Linked DNA regions of Mus musculus: region 2 is linked to region 1. The links are chromatin contacts, called in public promoter capture Hi-C maps. All regions are on one chromosome and are shown on one strand. The core of a region is the stretch at or near the end of the contact, and the rest is flanking DNA. Distances in the headings are between cores, read along the strand shown. Region 1 holds the start of Hsd17b10 (hydroxysteroid (17-beta) dehydrogenase 10). Region 2 overlaps Iqsec2 (IQ motif and Sec7 domain 2).

What was found. Promoter capture Hi-C pulls out the DNA fragments that hold promoters and counts their contacts.
Region 2: a contact with region 1 is called in a promoter capture Hi-C map of neural stem cells. The contact joins the enhancer-like site here to the promoter of Hsd17b10 in region 1. A contact is called at or near these places in 10 of 39 promoter capture datasets (the 3T3-L1 cell line, the C10 cell line, the HPC-7 cell line and 6 more), 2 of 115 datasets of contacts at active chromatin or transcription factors (bone marrow-derived macrophages and forebrain) and 2 of 9 other capture datasets (adipose tissue and pancreatic islet).

Annotation. Positions count from the first base shown.
Region 1 is chrX:151,999,760-152,004,564 of GRCm38.p6, forward strand. It overlaps Hsd17b10 (hydroxysteroid (17-beta) dehydrogenase 10), which reads left to right and starts at 2,137. Exons shown (of 6, transcript NM_016763.2): 1 at 2,137-2,175; 2 at 2,519-2,683; 3 at 3,602-3,766; 4 at 3,894-4,022; 5 at 4,103-4,211; 6 at 4,380-4,683. The coding sequence starts at 2,149. The coding sequence ends at 4,570.
Region 2 is chrX:152,195,146-152,199,394 of GRCm38.p6, forward strand. The region is part of intron 2 of Iqsec2 (IQ motif and Sec7 domain 2); the gene reads left to right. Among named protein-coding and RNA genes, the nearest start is that of Gm52430, 5.8 kb to the right of the region's middle. Within about 2 kb of position 2,841, at least 36 of the 459 cell types and tissues checked have an H3K27ac peak or open chromatin away from gene starts, as enhancers often do. A contact at or near this core is called in forebrain and neural stem cells, where this site is marked.

The DNA of each region.
Region 1 (4,805 bases), core at 887-3,386:
AAAGCCAGAGCTGCCTCCCACTGTCTGTAGGGTCATATTTCTATACTTTCTAAGCATCATGCATCCTTTCACGTGTCTGCTTCAGCAAAACATCCTTTCACCTGTGTGCCCTAACAAAACATCATATTACATAACTGAGTCTCCAAAGGAACCAGAAATTTCCACTTCATTGGTGGTTTTGTGGGACTCCTAATAGTGGGAGTGGGGGCTTTTTCTGATACTTTTGCCTGCGTTTGAGATCTCTGTCCTCCTACTGGGTTGCCTTGTCCAGCCTTAATATGCGGGGAGGTGCCTAGCCTTATTGCAACTTGACAGTCCATGCTTGGTTGCTGTCCCTGAGAGGCTTGCCCTTTTCTGAAGGGAAATGGAGGAGGAGTGGATGGGGAGGGAGGAGGTGGGGGAGATGGAAAAGGTGGGGGCAGAAGGAAGAAGGGGAAACTGTGGTCAGGATGTAATATATGAGAAAATAAAGTAATTTTTAAAATGTAAAAATGAACACAAAAGAGTTCACTATGTCTGTAGTAAGTGTATTAGGCCAGAGAAGAATGCTTTTTTTTTTCTTTTTCAATGCAGTCCCAGTGGAAGAACTGCCTCCCCCCCCCCCTCTTTGAGACAGGGTCTTGTCATGTAGTCTACTTCTGACTAGCCTAAGATTGGCTATGTAAACCAGCATGGCTTCAACATTTGCTATAGTTATCCTGCTTCTGCCTCCAGAACACAAGGGTCAAAGTTGCTGGGAACACTTCACATGACACTTGGATTGTGGTCTGGGACTGGTAGGATGTCTCAGTAGGTAAAGGTGTCATCACCAAGCCTAATGATCTGTTTGATTACCAAAACCCACACGATGGAAGGAGAGAATCAAATCCCATAGTTGCCCTTTTGACCCTACACAGTATACAAACACACACACACACACACACACACACACACACACACACACGAAGGAGGTGGTTAAAAAATAAAGACTTCTAATCTGGTGCTAAATCCTTTGATAAAGTAGTGACAATCAGTATACTTATACTGCTATCAGCAACCAAGAGTACTTGAGGGGTGTTTTCCTTGACAGGGAAGTAGATGGGAAAATACTTAACATAGAAAGGACATAATGCAGTTTTATAGGCAGAAAGTGTAGGCTCAGATTTGTGGACCTGAAGACTTTGAGACAAAATATGGATGGAAGACAGTTTAGATGTCCACCCTCAAGTTCCTAATTGACTGAAAGGTAGTCTAGGATAACCAGAGACCTGAGTTTTTAACAACATTTTCTAGATGAGGTCCAATCTACAATGTGTGATCTGGGCATTGAACATAGAAACGGAGCAAAGGATGAGCTGATTAGAGATGTCCTTGACTCTGAGTTTGCTTTCCAGAAGTACATGTTTCATAAGGCCCACTTCCTATCTCTAGTTCCTAGTGACATGCCCTGCCCCTGCATAAAAGTCTAATCCTGCCTGGCCGCTCTCTATCCTTGCTTCGACTTATTTATCTCTCTGTTGCCTGTCTGTATTTCAGAATCTTCTAGTCTTCTCAGCTATACATTCTGGAATCTGTACTTGGGCTGTTTGTAGCTCTATAGTAGAGTACTTGCTTAACCTCGGGGTTTGATTTCATCACTGAAAAAAAAAAAAAACAGCCTCTACGTCCCTTTAGTTGTCTATACTGTAATTTTATCTTTTCCTAAATGAACCGTGTCCTCTTTGGAAATATGGACCTTGTATTACACCCTGTGTATGCCCAGGACCTGGTACCACATAGGAATCGATTTCATTTACACTTGAAAGCTTTCCTGAGAAAGGGATTCAGTTTCTGAAGGGACTCAGTTTCTTCGCCCTGTCTTTCTCCGGTGGAGCTGTCTGTCTACCAAAAGATCTGCTAGAGAGCAGGATGAAGGAGTAATGATTTCAAGCTGGAGCCGCTAGGTTTTTCTACAAAGGATAGGTTCCTAACCCTGGGATCTAAACTTTTCCCTTTCCAAGGTCCGGGACAGCAGGCCACACCCCTATCTTCCCCACCCTCCTCTGCCGCAACTGCTCCCCGCCCCCGCGACAGCCGCTCCACCTAGTAGGCGGCTCTGCGTCGGCCAATCAGCGAGAGCATGTGCAAAAGGCACTAAAAGCCCTCCTCTGGTGGCGAGGCTTGTGCAAGATGGCTGCGGCAGTTCGGAGCGTGAAGGTAGACTGCTCTGTGCCTCTAACCTTTGTTTTTATGCAGGCTAGGACTGCGCGGGCAGGAACAAGAGAGGAGATATCGGTGCATGGAGAACGCGTGGTTTTGCGGTGGTTGGGCTCAATCGGTGAACAAGCAATGTTCAACTACATCTGTGTGTGAGGGGTCACAGAAAAAACATTCCTGGGATGAGACACGCCCCCGCCCCCCAAGTTTCGTCGCTGGGGGAGAGGAAGCACATTTAGGTCACTGACCGTCCCCGCTTCTTCTTCGCAGAACTCTAGAATTGGCAAATGAAAAGGTGGGGAGTGGTCTGGATAATAGCAGTTTACCTAGTACCTTTTCACAGGGCTTGGTCGCGGTAGTAACTGGAGGAGCCTCGGGCCTTGGCCTAGCTACGGCCAAAAGACTGGTGGGACAAGGGGCCACAGCTGTACTTCTGGATGTACCTGACTCAGAGGGTGAAGCCCAAGCCAAGAAGTTAGGAGAAAGCTGCATATTTGCCCCAGCAAATGTGAGTCGTGACTCTCCTCGTGCACGAGGAAACTTGGGGATTCCTTCCGTAAGAGTGGTATCTGGGGTCGGTCAGATGGCTTAGTGGTTAAAGGCACAGGATGCCATCCATGACACCCCCGTTTGATCCCTGGGAACCACATGGTATAAGGAAAGATCCAACTCTGACCTCCACACGTGTGCCCTGGCAGGAACATTCCTGCACACACACACACACACACACATAAACGGAAGGCGGGGGGGGGGGGGTGGGGGGTGGGGGGTGGGGTGGGGGGGAGCGGGGCGGGGCGGGACTCATTTCCTTTTAGCTTTGGACTGGAGTCTTGGATACTGTGAGAGCCCTGCAGTAAGAAAGCTAAAGCCGGGCTCAGCACTATGGGGATGAGAGGATTGGACACACCAGGATTTCCTGGAGAAGATATGTTCAGTTGGAATGCATATCTTGCCCAGACATTTTACATTTACAGAGTTAAAAAACTTCAACTCAGCAGGTAGGGATTTTTTTTTTCTTTTAATGCTAGGTCATGTTCCTGTTATTTTCAGAACTGATCGTATTGGAGTACAGCTTGGTGGCAGAGTTCTTGCCTAGCATGTGGGAGGCACCTGGGTTTAGTCATCAGTACTTGCAAGAGAAAAAAACCAGAAGTGTTTATAGTGCCCTGATCTGTATTAACTGAGAATAACCCGAGGCATATGAATCAAGAGAATACAGATTGGGAAATGTTTTGCAACACTCTTCTATAGTATCTACCATTTCCCCTTTCATCTTCATTTGTTTTATTACAACTCTTTCTTGCCCACCCCCCTTTGCTCACACAGTTCTGTTCCCACCCAAGATCTGGGTCTGTCTTCCTCTCCAGGTTTAGTGGTGTGTGTATGGTAGGAAAGAAATACCTCTCCTTCATCTCTTCCTGTCTAGGTGACCTCTGAGAAGGAGATACAAGCAGCTTTGACTCTAGCAAAAGAAAAGTTTGGCCGTATAGATGTGGCTGTCAACTGTGCAGGTATTGCAGTGGCCATTAAGACATACCACCAAAAGAAGAACAAGATCCATACTTTGGAGGACTTCCAGCGGGTTATCAATGTAAGGCCTTGGCAGATCTCCACGGGGAGGATAAAGGGGGTGTGGCAGTGAATATTCCCAAAGCGTGTAAGGAAACAAAAGGCAGCCTCTGTCCTAGATCCTACATCATGGTTCTACCATCCTCCAGGTGAATCTTATAGGCACTTTCAATGTGATCCGCCTGGTTGCTGGGGAGATGGGCCAGAATGAACCAGACCAGGGAGGCCAACGTGGAGTTATCATTAACACTGCCAGTGTGGCTGCCTTTGAGGGCCAGGTATGTGAACGGAGGAGGGAAGCTCTTAGCTGAATGACTTTTGGGGGATCTCCCACATATGTTCTCCACTCTTTTTCCAGGTTGGACAAGCTGCATACTCTGCATCCAAAGGGGGCATAGTGGGCATGACACTGCCCATTGCTCGAGATCTGGCTCCTACAGGCATCCGTGTGGTAACAATTGCTCCAGGTAGACATTTCTCTTTCTTACCTTTTTGCTATACTAGGACTGGGTGGGACCTGTAGGCAGATGAGAGAAGGTGTCCACTCCCTAAATGTAGCAGCTTAGCACTAAAGTGAGGAAGAACCAAGTAACTGAAAAGAAGACTGAACCTCTGATTCTGGTACTCTTGTCCAGGTTTGTTTGCCACCCCACTGCTTACCACCCTTCCAGAGAAAGTGCGAAACTTCTTGGCCAGCCAGGTACCCTTCCCCAGCCGACTAGGTGACCCCGCTGAATATGCTCATCTGGTACAGACCATAATCGAGAACCCATTCTTGAATGGAGAGGTCATCCGGCTGGATGGGGCCATTCGAATGCAGCCTTAAAGGGCCAAGGCAGGAGAAACACCAGCTCCTTTTCAATTTGAAGGAAAGCTAACAGCCACTTTGTAACTCTGCTCCACTCACCCTCGGTGCCTAATAAATTCTCAAACTTCCAAGGTGTGTGCAGTCTTGTGTGCTAGGGGAACTGAGATGGGGAAGAGAGTAAAGGCTCTGAGGTTGAATACATGAGAGATCCAGTGTGGAGTGTGAGAGGTGGTATCTCACACCTTTTGTGTAC
Region 2 (4,249 bases), core at 1,591-4,090, 200 kb after region 1:
ATTCCTTGGTTCTGGTACTGTAACTTTAGGATCTCCAAGAGGAAGCCATTTTCCCAACAAAACTGCAAACGCTTCCTTGACCTGGCTGAAAGCTAAGACTCTTTAAAGCAGCGGTCTCTCATCGGACATTTACATCATGATTCATAACAGTTGCAAAATTACGGTTCTGAAGTAGCAACAAAATAATCTTATGGTTGGGGTTCACCACAACATGAGGAGCTGTATTAAAGGGTCCCAGCATTAGAAAGGTTGAGAACCATTGCTTTTCAGGGTGCTCCTGGGAGAGAAGACAGGGCCCGTTGTGATTTTGTGCTCCTCCATCCATGATGTGTTTATGTTAGGAAATGGGAATGTGGGTGGGGAGTGGTAGGGTCCGGGGGGCTTGCTGGAGGAAGATGGATAAAAATTGGGTCTCAGATATTGGGAAAGATTTGATTAGGTGGCAAGAGGCAAGAAGACATTTCAAGGGATAGGGTCCGTAGAGGGAAAACCCCACTGGTGTGCACCAGGGTCAAGTTGGGGAATGGCGAGTAATTACTGTGCTCAAATGTCTCTCCAGGATATGTGAGTCTAGGTGACCTGCGACCAGGAGAACATCCTCTATACTTTATTTGAGTGGAGATAGAAGGAAGTGGGCAGGGGTTAACTGAATAAAGGAAGAAGGCAAGTCAAGAACACACTGTAAGAGTGCTTGACACCTGTGCAGGCAACTGAATTGGCTGGATCAGAGTGGGTTATGCTGTGGGAAGGGAGCAGACCTATATCTGTGGTGAGAAAAATATGCCTCCATGTGTCTGTGCGTCTATGGGCACATGCATGTGAGGCTAGACGGGTCTCACAGTAGTGAAAGACTGCATGAGTTGTTGCTGTATATCTAAGGAAGTGTGACTATGTGAGCCAAGGCTTGAGGAATCCTGAGAATATGAGATTTCTGTGTGAAGTCTGGCTTTCTGCACCTGAAAGCTTCTATGTGTGTGCCCAGTGAATTTAATCACAAGGATAGGAGATGGTTGGCTTTTAAACATGGGGCTCTTAGGGTAGCAGTTATCAGACAGATGGTGACACACATACAGACATGTTACCTGTAGATTTAGGGGACAGGTTAGCTGAGCAAGGTATGCTAGGCCCTGACCTGTGCATGGTAGCTCCATAAAAGTGAATCACAGCAAGCCACTACTCTTGGAAAACCGATGGGGTGGGGGTGGGGTGCTGGAGAGATGGCAGCGGTTAAGAGCACTGACTGCTCTTCCAGAGGTCCTGAGTTCAATTCTCAGCAACCACATGGTGGCTTACAATCATCTGTAATGGGATCTGATGCCCTCTTCTGGTATGTCTGAAGAGAGTTACAGTGTACTCATACAAATAAAATAAATCTTTTTTTTTTTTTTTTGTATAAAAGGAAAACAGATATGGGGATCAAGAGTGGGCAATGCATATTTCAAGAAAGACTGGTGATAAGGGCCACCATGAGACGGGTGAGCATGAGACACAGAGGAGACAGTACCTGATCCTGTTGGGTGCTGGTGGGCTGAGAGTGAGTCAGAATTCTCTTGGCTGGAGGTTCTGCCTGTTCAGGGTATACAAAATGAAGATGAGCTCATCTGGGCCAGTTAAGTCCAAGGGTAAAAAGGAGAAAAGACATTTTGGACAAGAAAATTAAAGCAAGTCTTTGAATGCAAAAAGGTGATGGATACGTTTGCTATATGGGAATTGCAAGTAGCCTATTGTTGTTCCCTGTTTGGAACATATTGAGCAGAGCGAGAGACAATAGGAAGTGGTGGGCGTGGCATGGGTATTTGTAGCTCAAAGTGCAACTTTTGTCTAGGAGATAGGGAAGTTTTTGAGAGAAAGATCCTTTTGATGCCTGAGCTCCACTTGCGTCTATGGGATTGGATGGTTCTTAATACTTGTTTGCAAAGTTCACTCCAACTCTGTGGACTGAACAAATCCATGAATCATTGTTCTTAAATGCAGGAGCTTTTTCCATCTAACTTCAGCTTTCCTGATTCCTCACTTACTGCTCCACGAATATTTACCTCAGGGTCTAGTCCGCTGTTAGTCCGTTGTGTGCCACTGTGGGAAGAAATGGAGAGATGGTTAGTCAAGGACTCCACCTCGGGAGGGGACAGGAAGAGCAGGAACTTTTCTATGCAGACTCATTGTTTCATGTGTGTGGAAATGGGGATCAAACCCCAAACTGGAGATGCTAGGCAAATGCTCTGCCATACTACCAGCCTTGTATGCTCAGATATGTTTTCTTTTCAGTCTTGGCTCCCCTACTACTTAGTTTTGAGACCTTTTGCAACTGAGTTCATCTCCCCACCTACGTTGTATCTCTTTCAGTGAGAAAAGCGGGACTTTGCCCAGTTGCTAGGCCTGGTGAAAAGAGTAAATTAAAACTAGTATTTTTTTCTAGGGTTGCAAATGAGCAGATCCAGGATTCCAACCCAGGCTTTGGGCTCCCAGAATCTGCTTTCCCACTGTTTACCTGGTTAGCCCTCAGTTGTTAGCTAATCCAGGCTGGATTTGGGATTGGACTTTATGTGACACTGGATTGGATAGCAAAAGGCCCTGCTCCTGTCGTCACTCTCTCTGTCAGCTCCAGTTTTCTTGCCTAGCCTTTTACTTCTAGAACTTAAAACCCTTGGTTCCCATCTACACACCCTGACCCCCTTGTTTTCTTGTATCGCACTTCTAGTCCCTTCCCTTTCCAACCTAAGTTGTCATGGGGATAGTTTTCAGCAACCTTGCTTTCCTCTTGCCCTCATCTTATGGTATCCATAGCAACAGTCTCCATTCATTTCCATGGCAACTGCATTCTGATTCCCATTCCCAGGCTGAATTCTTGGCTCTGGGCAGTACCAATAAAAAGAAGGAGGGAGAAAAGACCTACACACACACACTAAACAGGAGTAGCATCTGGGAAGGGTCTATGCCCCACCCTCTGTCATGGGCAGACTAACCTCAAGTGTCTAGAAGGCAGCCTAACCTGCTTCCCCCATCTTAGAGCCTTGGCTTACAAGGTTGCTCTACTCTCATCTCACCTAGCTCCTCCTAGGCAAAGTACAGTCCATGAGCTTCCTCTCCCAGGAAGACTTCAAGACAGCAGGAGGGCCAGCACAGGCTTTGGGTCTGAATCCCTACCCTGCCAGTTGCTAGCTCTGTGACCTTTGTCAGTCAGTTTCCCCCTTAGAGCTCTTTTCTTCCTCTGTAAAACAGGAATCCTAATTTTTTCCTTGTGTTTGCCATGCAGATTAAATAATGTGTGGAAAATGCCTGACACAGGGTAGGTGCATAGTGAAGTGCCAGTTTATTTTTATTCTGCTCAGCCACCCCCAAGCAGAAGGAATCTCTCTCCTTTACTCCCCCATCACTTCCTGTATTCCCCACCCTGATAACTTTCCACTTTGTTCTGTGGTTATTTGTGTAGCATGGCTTATTTTCCCCCTCTGCAAAGGATGCTCTCATTTCCCCCTAAAGAATAGTCCTGCAGGCAATGTGTGTTTGTATCTACATGCATTCATGTCTACTTCCATGTGACTATGGATGTGTATATTTGTTTCTAGATTTGTTGGCCTTTGAATGTGTCTGTGATATTATACTTGTCCATATGTGGGGGAGGGTTCCAGGTGATTGGCCTGTTACTAAGTGTTTTACGGGCTCTGACATGAGGGGTTCCTGAAGTCACAGATTCTTCAGTGGTATGTATGATAGCAAAACCATCCCCTCAAGCAATCTCCTTGTTTTTGGCCAGTCTCTCCCATGGGAGGCTGTGCTGTCACCCTACAATTCCTGTGACTTTTCTCTTTGCAATCAAAATGGGGCAAGTTCTCAAGAGAGGAATTACCAAGAAGTAGAAAGCCTAGAGCAGCACAGGGTTGGGAGAGATGCTGAGATATCATTAGTGGGTAGTCTGAGCTTTGAGTTTATAATTTGGCTTTCTTACTTAATAGCTATGTATGACCTTGAGTTACATTTACATCAACTCTACTTCACTTCACTATAAAGGGGGCTAACAGTGCCTGTTACAAGGAATTGCAAGGGGCAGAGATGACTGCAGAGCCCTACAGTAACATGAAGGAGGGGCATGTATGTAAGGCAACATGTGCGAAGGAGGCAAGCAGATGTGGAAAGGCACACCTGAGCTAAATGTTGAAGTGTGAGCAGAAGGTAGTTAAGTTTAGGTGTGATATAGGGTTCAGGCCAGGTAAGGAAGCTATTGATAAGTTAGGCTACATCCTTCTTATGT